Regions from separate parts of the Oryctolagus cuniculus genome. Here region 1 is linked to region 2. The links are chromatin contacts, called in public Hi-C maps. All regions are on one chromosome and are shown on one strand. Each heading gives the region's core, a stretch centred on a gene start, on an enhancer-like site or on the middle of the called end of the contact. The rest is flanking DNA. Distances are from core to core; before and after follow the strand shown.

Evidence for each region. Hi-C and Micro-C count contacts between places; a contact is called where the count stands out from the background.
Region 1: a Hi-C map of an unstated tissue shows a contact between it and region 2, with 2.3 times the contacts expected there. The contact joins two enhancer-like sites. A contact is called at or near these places in 3 of 6 Hi-C or Micro-C datasets (ear pinna, psoas muscle and an unstated tissue).

What each region holds. Positions count from the first base shown.
Region 1 is chr7:23,778,933-23,782,677 of mOryCun1.1, forward strand. It overlaps SSPOP (SCO-spondin), which reads right to left. Exons shown (of 102, transcript XM_070076852.1): 54 at 3,619-3,745; 55 at 3,149-3,313; 56 at 2,329-2,602; 57 at 1,229-1,275; 58 at 896-1,066; 59 at 376-507; 60 at 58-203. Among named protein-coding and RNA genes, the nearest start is that of SSPOP, 28 kb to the right of the region's middle. Within about 2 kb of position 2,464, at least 2 of the 8 cell types and tissues checked have an H3K27ac peak or open chromatin away from gene starts, as enhancers often do.
Region 2 is chr7:23,664,748-23,668,159 of mOryCun1.1, forward strand. No RefSeq gene overlaps it. Among named protein-coding and RNA genes, the nearest start is that of REPIN1, 9.0 kb to the left of the region's middle. Within about 2 kb of position 1,419, at least 1 of the 8 cell types and tissues checked has an H3K27ac peak or open chromatin away from gene starts, as enhancers often do.

The DNA of each region.
Region 1 (3,745 bases), core at 1,214-3,713, 120 kb after region 2:
GCCCAGGTCCCCAGCAGCTGCGGGGGCCTCAGCAGTGGCTGTCAGGAGGACACTCACCAGCAGGAGCATCCCTGGTGGGCAGTAACAGCCGGGGTGGCAGGTCTGGTTGGTGCCTCTGGGGGCACTGAGCTCTGCACAGGAGGCAGGGCCCTGGGCACAGTCCAGCCACCGCTTGTCCCCGGGACACATGCCCGGCATTGGCCCTGGGGACATGGAAATTGACACCCTTGTCCTGGCCCACAGTTCTCCCCTGTGCTCCCAAACTGCTGGAGGCATCAGCCCTGGGTTTGGCTGCACAATGGCTGTGGTGAGGTGGCTGACTGCACCTTGGGTTGGTGGGGACAAGACCTGGAGGGTCCTCAGGGCGGCCCTCACCGGCACAGGGCTGCAGGCCACAGGTAGAGAACTCCATAGGGCTGTGCGGGCCACTGCCTTGGGTGCGGTTCCTGTAGCCACCTCCACAGGGCACGGAGCACGAGGTCCAAGGGCCCCACTCCCCACTGGGACCTGGAGGTGGTACTCAGGTCACTGCAGGCCATGCCTGCTGCACCCAGGACACCTTCTCATCCCGCCTAGACACCCTGGGCACCCCTGCTTGCTTCACCTCTCCCCTCACATCCCCCCTCAGGAGATCTCACACCTCAGACGCAGGGCAGGGGGCTCCAGGATTGGGCCTAGAACTGGTCTGGGCTCAGGCAAGGATTTGGGGGTCCTCTAGGGAGGATCTATGGGGAATGGATGCCCAGGGCTCTCTGGGGACTGTCTTTCAGTGATGTCTCCTAGGGAAGTCCCATGCACATTGGGGTGCTGGGGTGTGGACGATGGGAGCATTCCTGGGTTCTCTCTGAAAGGGTCTTTCAGGGGGAGGTCTCAGGACCTGGGTCCCTGCTCTCACCTCGGCATGGCTGCAGGCTACAGAATTCAGCCTCCATGTTGGGGCCCTGGCACTCAGCACCTCCAAAGGCTGCTGGGGGTGCAGTGCCCGCCCGGAAGCGGCGCCGAATGCCCACGTTGCAGCTGCGGCTACAGAGACTCCATGGGGTCCAGGGACTCCAGCCACAGTCCACTGCCAGGGTGTGTGTGTGGAGGGGTGGAGGGCAGTGTGTGAATCCAGGCCAAGCCCACAGGACCCTGATGTCCCTGGGGCACCACCAACACTCCCCACGTTTCATCTTGGAAGGGACCCAAATCCCCGACGACCCCTGAGGACCCACCACTGAGGAGGTACCTGGGCAGAGCTCCGAGGTGCATATCATCTTGCCAGAGATACAGGTACTGCAGAGAGAGTGGCCAGTGAGGCCCAACCCGGCCCACCCTGGCCACAGACATCTCTGCCCTTAGACCCCTGTGTATCTGTCCCCAGGGGGAAACAGCTGGGGGCTGGGGGCAGGGCAGGCCGCTGCACAGAATGGAAAGCCCAGATCTGGGGAGTGAGACAAGTTGCCCTGTGTCCCATGCAGAGTTCACCAGGAGACCCACACCCCCACCCCGGAGTACCACTGACTGGATCCTTCAGTCCCTGGTTTTATCAGGAGTCACCTCTCTATGCTTTTTATTCCACTTGAAACCACTAAACACACCACGTGGAAACGACCTGGAGTGACAGGACCAGGGGCAGCGACTTAGAAGGCGCTAGCATTCTCCTAGGAGGGAGAACGGGATGCCTTCCTTCCCAGTAAGTGTTCTCCAACACTTGCTCTAAAGCTTGTTTGACAGATACAGGAGGTTCCAGATAAAGAACCTAAGAAAGAGGGAGGAGAGAGAGAGAGAGAGAGAGAGAGAGAAAGAGGGAGAGAGAGAGAGAGAATATTAATATAAAGGAGGAAATTGAGGAAGTAGCCAGGGGATAGAAAGAAAAAGGGAAGAAGAAAATGAAAAATTAAGACAACAAAATGAAACAAAAAGGAAGAAAATGAGGGCAGAGGGTTAGAGCACCCTCTGCTGGAAGATCCTGGCATCAGCTTTGAGCAACCTCTGTGAGTTGAAATCCAGCTCAGCCCAGGCAGGCCATGATATTCAGGAAAGAAGCAGAGGAAACTGGGCGAAGCTAGAAGCCCCTCCCCCAAGTCTCTAGTTCCATCATGTCACTCCAGCTCCCTGAGACCATCTCCCACAAGTCACTGAGGCGGTCGTGTCTCATTCCTTCAGCATTCCCAGGGCCCGTGCATGGCACCTAGGACTGCTGATGTGCTTAGGGGACAGGGGTGTGATGTGTATGTGTGTGTGTGTGTGTGTGTGATGTATGTGAGAGAGAGGCCATCACACCTGCCCACCTCCAGGGCCATGCAGCCCCTCCCCCACCCGCTAGCCCGAGCACTGGGGACGTACCAGTTGTTGCAGGGGTCCAGGCGGGCCACTGCTCCCGGTGTGTAGAGCTGCCCGTGCAGCTGGCAGGGGCACTGGCCGCGAGGCAGGCAGCTAGCATTGTGCAAGAAGAGGCCAGGGGGGCAGGCGCAGCCAGGGACACAGGATCCCATGCACTCCACCCCGGGGCTCTGTGCCAGGCACAGCCGAGTGCATGGGCCGCCCTCTTGCTGACACTGCTCCTCCGAGCGGAACACCATGTCCCCTGGGCACTGGGCTGGATGGGAGATCAGCAGATCTGGGCAGGGGTGGGAGGAAGAGAAGGGAGAGCGAGGGGCAGCAAGCCTGCAGGCAGCTGGCTACCAGGGGCCTGCTGCCCAGGACCGAGGTGGAGGAAGCCCCTCCAGGTCCCACTGCAGGCTTGCTCCAGTGTCTGGAATGGCACCCGCAGAGGCACGCGTGAGGGCATAACTGGAGGACACCCCTTCTCTGGGCTAGGAAGAGTGGGTAGGGGACCAGGCCTTGCCAGGACTGCTTTGTGCATTGTGATTCTGGCCACGAGTGGGCTCTGCTCAAAGGCGGGAAGGAGCCAGCCCTCTGGGTCCCAGGTGTGGGACGGAGGCTGCTCCCTGGAGAGGTGAGGTGTCTGCCACGGCCGGGGCCTGGTCCCCAGTCGTGTGTGTGTATGTAGGGCTCTGAAGGAGACACAGGAGACCTCACAAGTCTCTCTCAGCTTGAGCCATGGCCTGTCCTGAAGGCAGAGGTCAGCCATGTGCCCAGGTGTGTGTGGGGGAAAGGTTGAGGTCCCCAGGAGCAGGTGGAGAATGGGGCGGGAGTCTGGTACCTGTGCAGGGCTGTGTGTTGCAATCCCTGGTCTGACTGTGGGGCCCCTGGCAGGCTGTGTCCCCAGGAGCTGAGCCAGAGCAGTTCCGTCCCCGTGTCTGGAAACCTCCATCACAGGGGGCTGAACAAGCTGACCAGGGAGTCCACAGACCCCAGCCGGCCGGCACTGCCAGGAGGAATGGAGTCCGTGGTCACAGTAACAGCAGGTAAGGCGTGCAGGAAGGTTCAGAGCTATGGGGTGGGCAGCCCCCACCAGGATCCACCCCCGGCCCCTGGCCCCAGGACAGTCCCAGGCCCACACTGCTAATCCCACACCTGCTTCCTGGGGCAGAGGCCGCAGGACAGTGGCCTGCTCTGCCCCCTCTGTGGCCTCCCCTCCCTAGGAGTCCAGAAGCTGCTCAAGGCGTCCTTCTTCCTGGCTCCTCATTGCATCCCAGCATGTAGGTCACTCCAGGGATGGGAGGGGTTTACCTGGGCACACAGGGGGGCTGCAGGGCTCCTCCTGGGTGGACTCTCCAGGGCAGGGTATGGCTCCAGAGCCGGGGCACAGCCGGGCACGGCGGCGCCAGCCTGGGCCCCCTCCAGGGACAAGGCAACT
Region 2 (3,412 bases), core at 169-2,668:
ACTTCCACCTGCTGGTTCATTCCCAAATCCCAGGCAGCGTCCTAACATTTAAAAGCTAATTTTAAGAGGAACTCCCGAAACATTTAATTTTCACAGCCTCTGAACTAAGCTGAGTGCCTTCCGCGGGCAGAGACGCTGCTCTCGGCCGTGCCTTGCGAGGGTTTAGAGTTCTGACAAACGTGCGTAAGGCGCTGGAAGCCAGCGCGACCGACTGGCGCGGAGCCTGGTCAGAATGGGGTTAAGAGAAGTCTATGGGCTTCAGCCACAAGTCAATATTTGTGAAAAGAATTCCACAGCCTTGTTATTTGAGAAACAGTAGAACTGGCCGTTTAGAGTAGACATAGTTTGTGCTCAGGGTCTCCCTCTGGCGGTGGATCCTGGGTGAGGCTTAATGGGCTCAGAATGGGATCCGCAGGCTGACCACTTCCATGCGGACAATTTTCACTCACAAAGCTGACACTGTGTGATCTAGAAGGTGAAGGTTCTTTGTTACTCTGTTGAATGTCCTTGACAAAGCAACGGTAAGTGTTCATTATCGATTTATGCTGAGTTTAATTGTCGAGTTTCATTCACTTACCCAAATCTAAATTTCATTTCCTTCCATAAATATTTAAAAAGCATCCTTATTTGTCATCTTTTATGGAGATAAATGATAACATTCTGATAATTATCTCAACGAGGCGATTTTTTTTATAGTGTACCATGAGCCATCCTAGCCTTTATTGTGATTTTGTTCACAAAACACCACTGGTTTTTGTGTCACACAGAAAAAAAGTGTGACTTTTCAAATAACAAAGTTGAGTGCATGGAACCAAATCTTAAGAAAGGATTTTGGGATGGGGCCGGCGCTGTGGCACAACAGGTTAAAGCCCTGGCCTGCAGCACTGGCACCCCATACGCGTGCTGGTTTTAGTCCCGGCTGCTCCTCTTTTGATCCAGCTCTCTGCTATGGCCTGGGAAAGCAGTAGAAGATGGCCCAAGTGCTTAGGCCCCTGTACCCACGTGGGAGACCCGGAGGTGGCTCCTGGATCCTGGCTTCGGATCGGCGCAGCTCCGGCTGTTGCGGCCATCTGGGGAGTGGACCAGCAGATGGAAGACCTCTCGCTCCCTCTCTCTCTCTCTGCCTCTGCCTCTCTGTAACTCTGCCTTTCAAATAAGTAAATGAATCTTAAAAAAAAAAAAAAAAGAAAAGAAAAGAAAAGGAAGGGAGGAAGGGAGGAAGGAAGAAAGGATTTTCCTGAGAGAGAGAGACTGCTAGGGCTACCATAACTGTAGCACAGACTGGCGGGTGCTGCGTTAGAAGTGCACCATCTTCCAATGCTGTGGGCAGGAAATCTGACCTTAAGACGTTGGCAGGGCTGCCTCCCGAACCCTGTCTCGGTGGCTGTGGCTGGCTGCCTTCTCACCGCGTGTCTGTGTCCTCTCCTCTTACAACCATGCCAGTCATGCTGGACAGGGCCCATCTTCATGACCCTATTCAACCTTAACTGCCTCTCCCAGAAGACTCTATTTCCAAATCCAGTCACACTCCCAGGTACCATGGGTTAGGTTTTTCCTTAGTCTGCTTGCACTGCTACCAAAAACAAACAAACAAAACAACAAAAAACAAACCAACAAAACCCACTTGAGATCGGACAATCTATACTGAACATTCCTGAAGGCTAAGTCCAAGTTCAAGCTGCTGCATTTGGTGACGGCCTTCCTGCTGGCAGATAGCGGCGGGACCAATGAGGACAGACGCTGTGTGCTCTTGTGGCAGAAGAGAATGAACCCATTCCTATAAACCCTTGTATAAGTGCACCAACCCATTCATGAAGGCAGAGCCCTGTGGCCATCCCACCTCCCACTTCTGCATTGGGGGTTAAATTTCCAACATGAAATCTGGGGGGACACAGACCATGGCAGGGCTTCAGTGTATGCGTTTGGGAGGGATGCAGTTATGGTCTAAGCTGCACCCCCAATCCCAAATTCATGCATAAACACATACATCTTAAATGTACTAACGTTCATGTTTAAGCCCGGTGTATGATACACATGCGTTTATCCCAACCTTACCCTCCCCACCAAAACACCATGAAAATGACAGTAAAGGAATAAAGAGGTGTAAAGTCACATGATGGAACTGTGGTCACCCAGTGGACAGAGCAGCATTCCCGCGGGGAGGAGGAAGCCACAGGAATGAAGGAATTCGACCCACTGTACCCTGAAAAGATTCTGGACTGAGACGCCCAAAGTGCAGCAGAGCCCGGTGAAGCCGTGCCATGGAGGAAGGTCCAACAGCACTGCAGGAGAGTGAGGCCTCACTCTGCAAACACGGAGCCAGGTGAGATGGAAAGGCCTGGAGGAACACAGTGAGATCAAGTTCATGGCCTCACGCTAAACAGGTGGCTCTCAGCCCCTGACTGCCAGCACCTAGCACACAAACAGCCTGGTTGTGGTGAAAGTCCACAGTTTTCAATGGTAAAACTATTCCGATCCAAAGGGGGGAAAATGTATGGGTGAATACTGACATCTAGGATTACGCAAAGAAAAAAATGAACTGGACTCAGCACATGTTACAACACAGCCTGCCTGTGGACAAGGCCCCAGCTGCCCACAAAGCTGGCAACCAGGCCTGTGTGAAGTGCCTCCAACTTACAAGCCCTACCTAAACCACACTTTGAAATAGTGAGTACAGTGGAACATTTAAAAACCATTGCCATAGTCACAAGATGGCATTTTCAAAATATGGATGAGCGTCTTAAAAGGAAAGAGCTTTTAATGTTAAAAAACAGAGGGGCCGGCACTGTGGCTCAGTGGGTTAACACCATGGCCTGAAGTGCCAGCTTCAGGGGACCAGTTTGGCTGCTCCACTTCCGATCCAGCTCTCTGCTATGGCCTGGGAAAGCAGTAGGAGATGGCTCAAGTGCTTGGGCCCCTGCATCCACATGGGAGACCCAGAAGAAGCTCCTGGCTCCTGGCTTTGGATCTGCGTAGCTCCAGCAGTTGCAACCAATTGGGGAGTGAACCATCGGGTGGAAAACCTCTCTCCCTCTGCCTCTCCTCTCTCTGTGTAACTCTTTCAAATAAATAAATAAATCTTAAAAATAAAAAAAAAACTCTGTAGTTGAAATTTAAATCTAAAAGTAAAAGTTTAGAAAGAAGGTCAAAAACATTTCACATAGTGACAGAAAAACTACAAAGAGAAAGAGGAGGGGAGAAAAGATGAGATTTAAGGAATCAGTCTTGGAATTCCAATGCCACTAGTGAGCATTCCAGGAAGATGAAATAGGGGAGGAAATTATCAATGAATAACGCAGAGATTCCCCAGAGCCTGGAGAGAGAAGTGTGCAAGCAGGCCTGTCCCAATCAAAGGACCAGGAATGGGCGCACGTGCAGGAGGGAAGTCAGTGCAGGGAAGAGGAGTTACCAA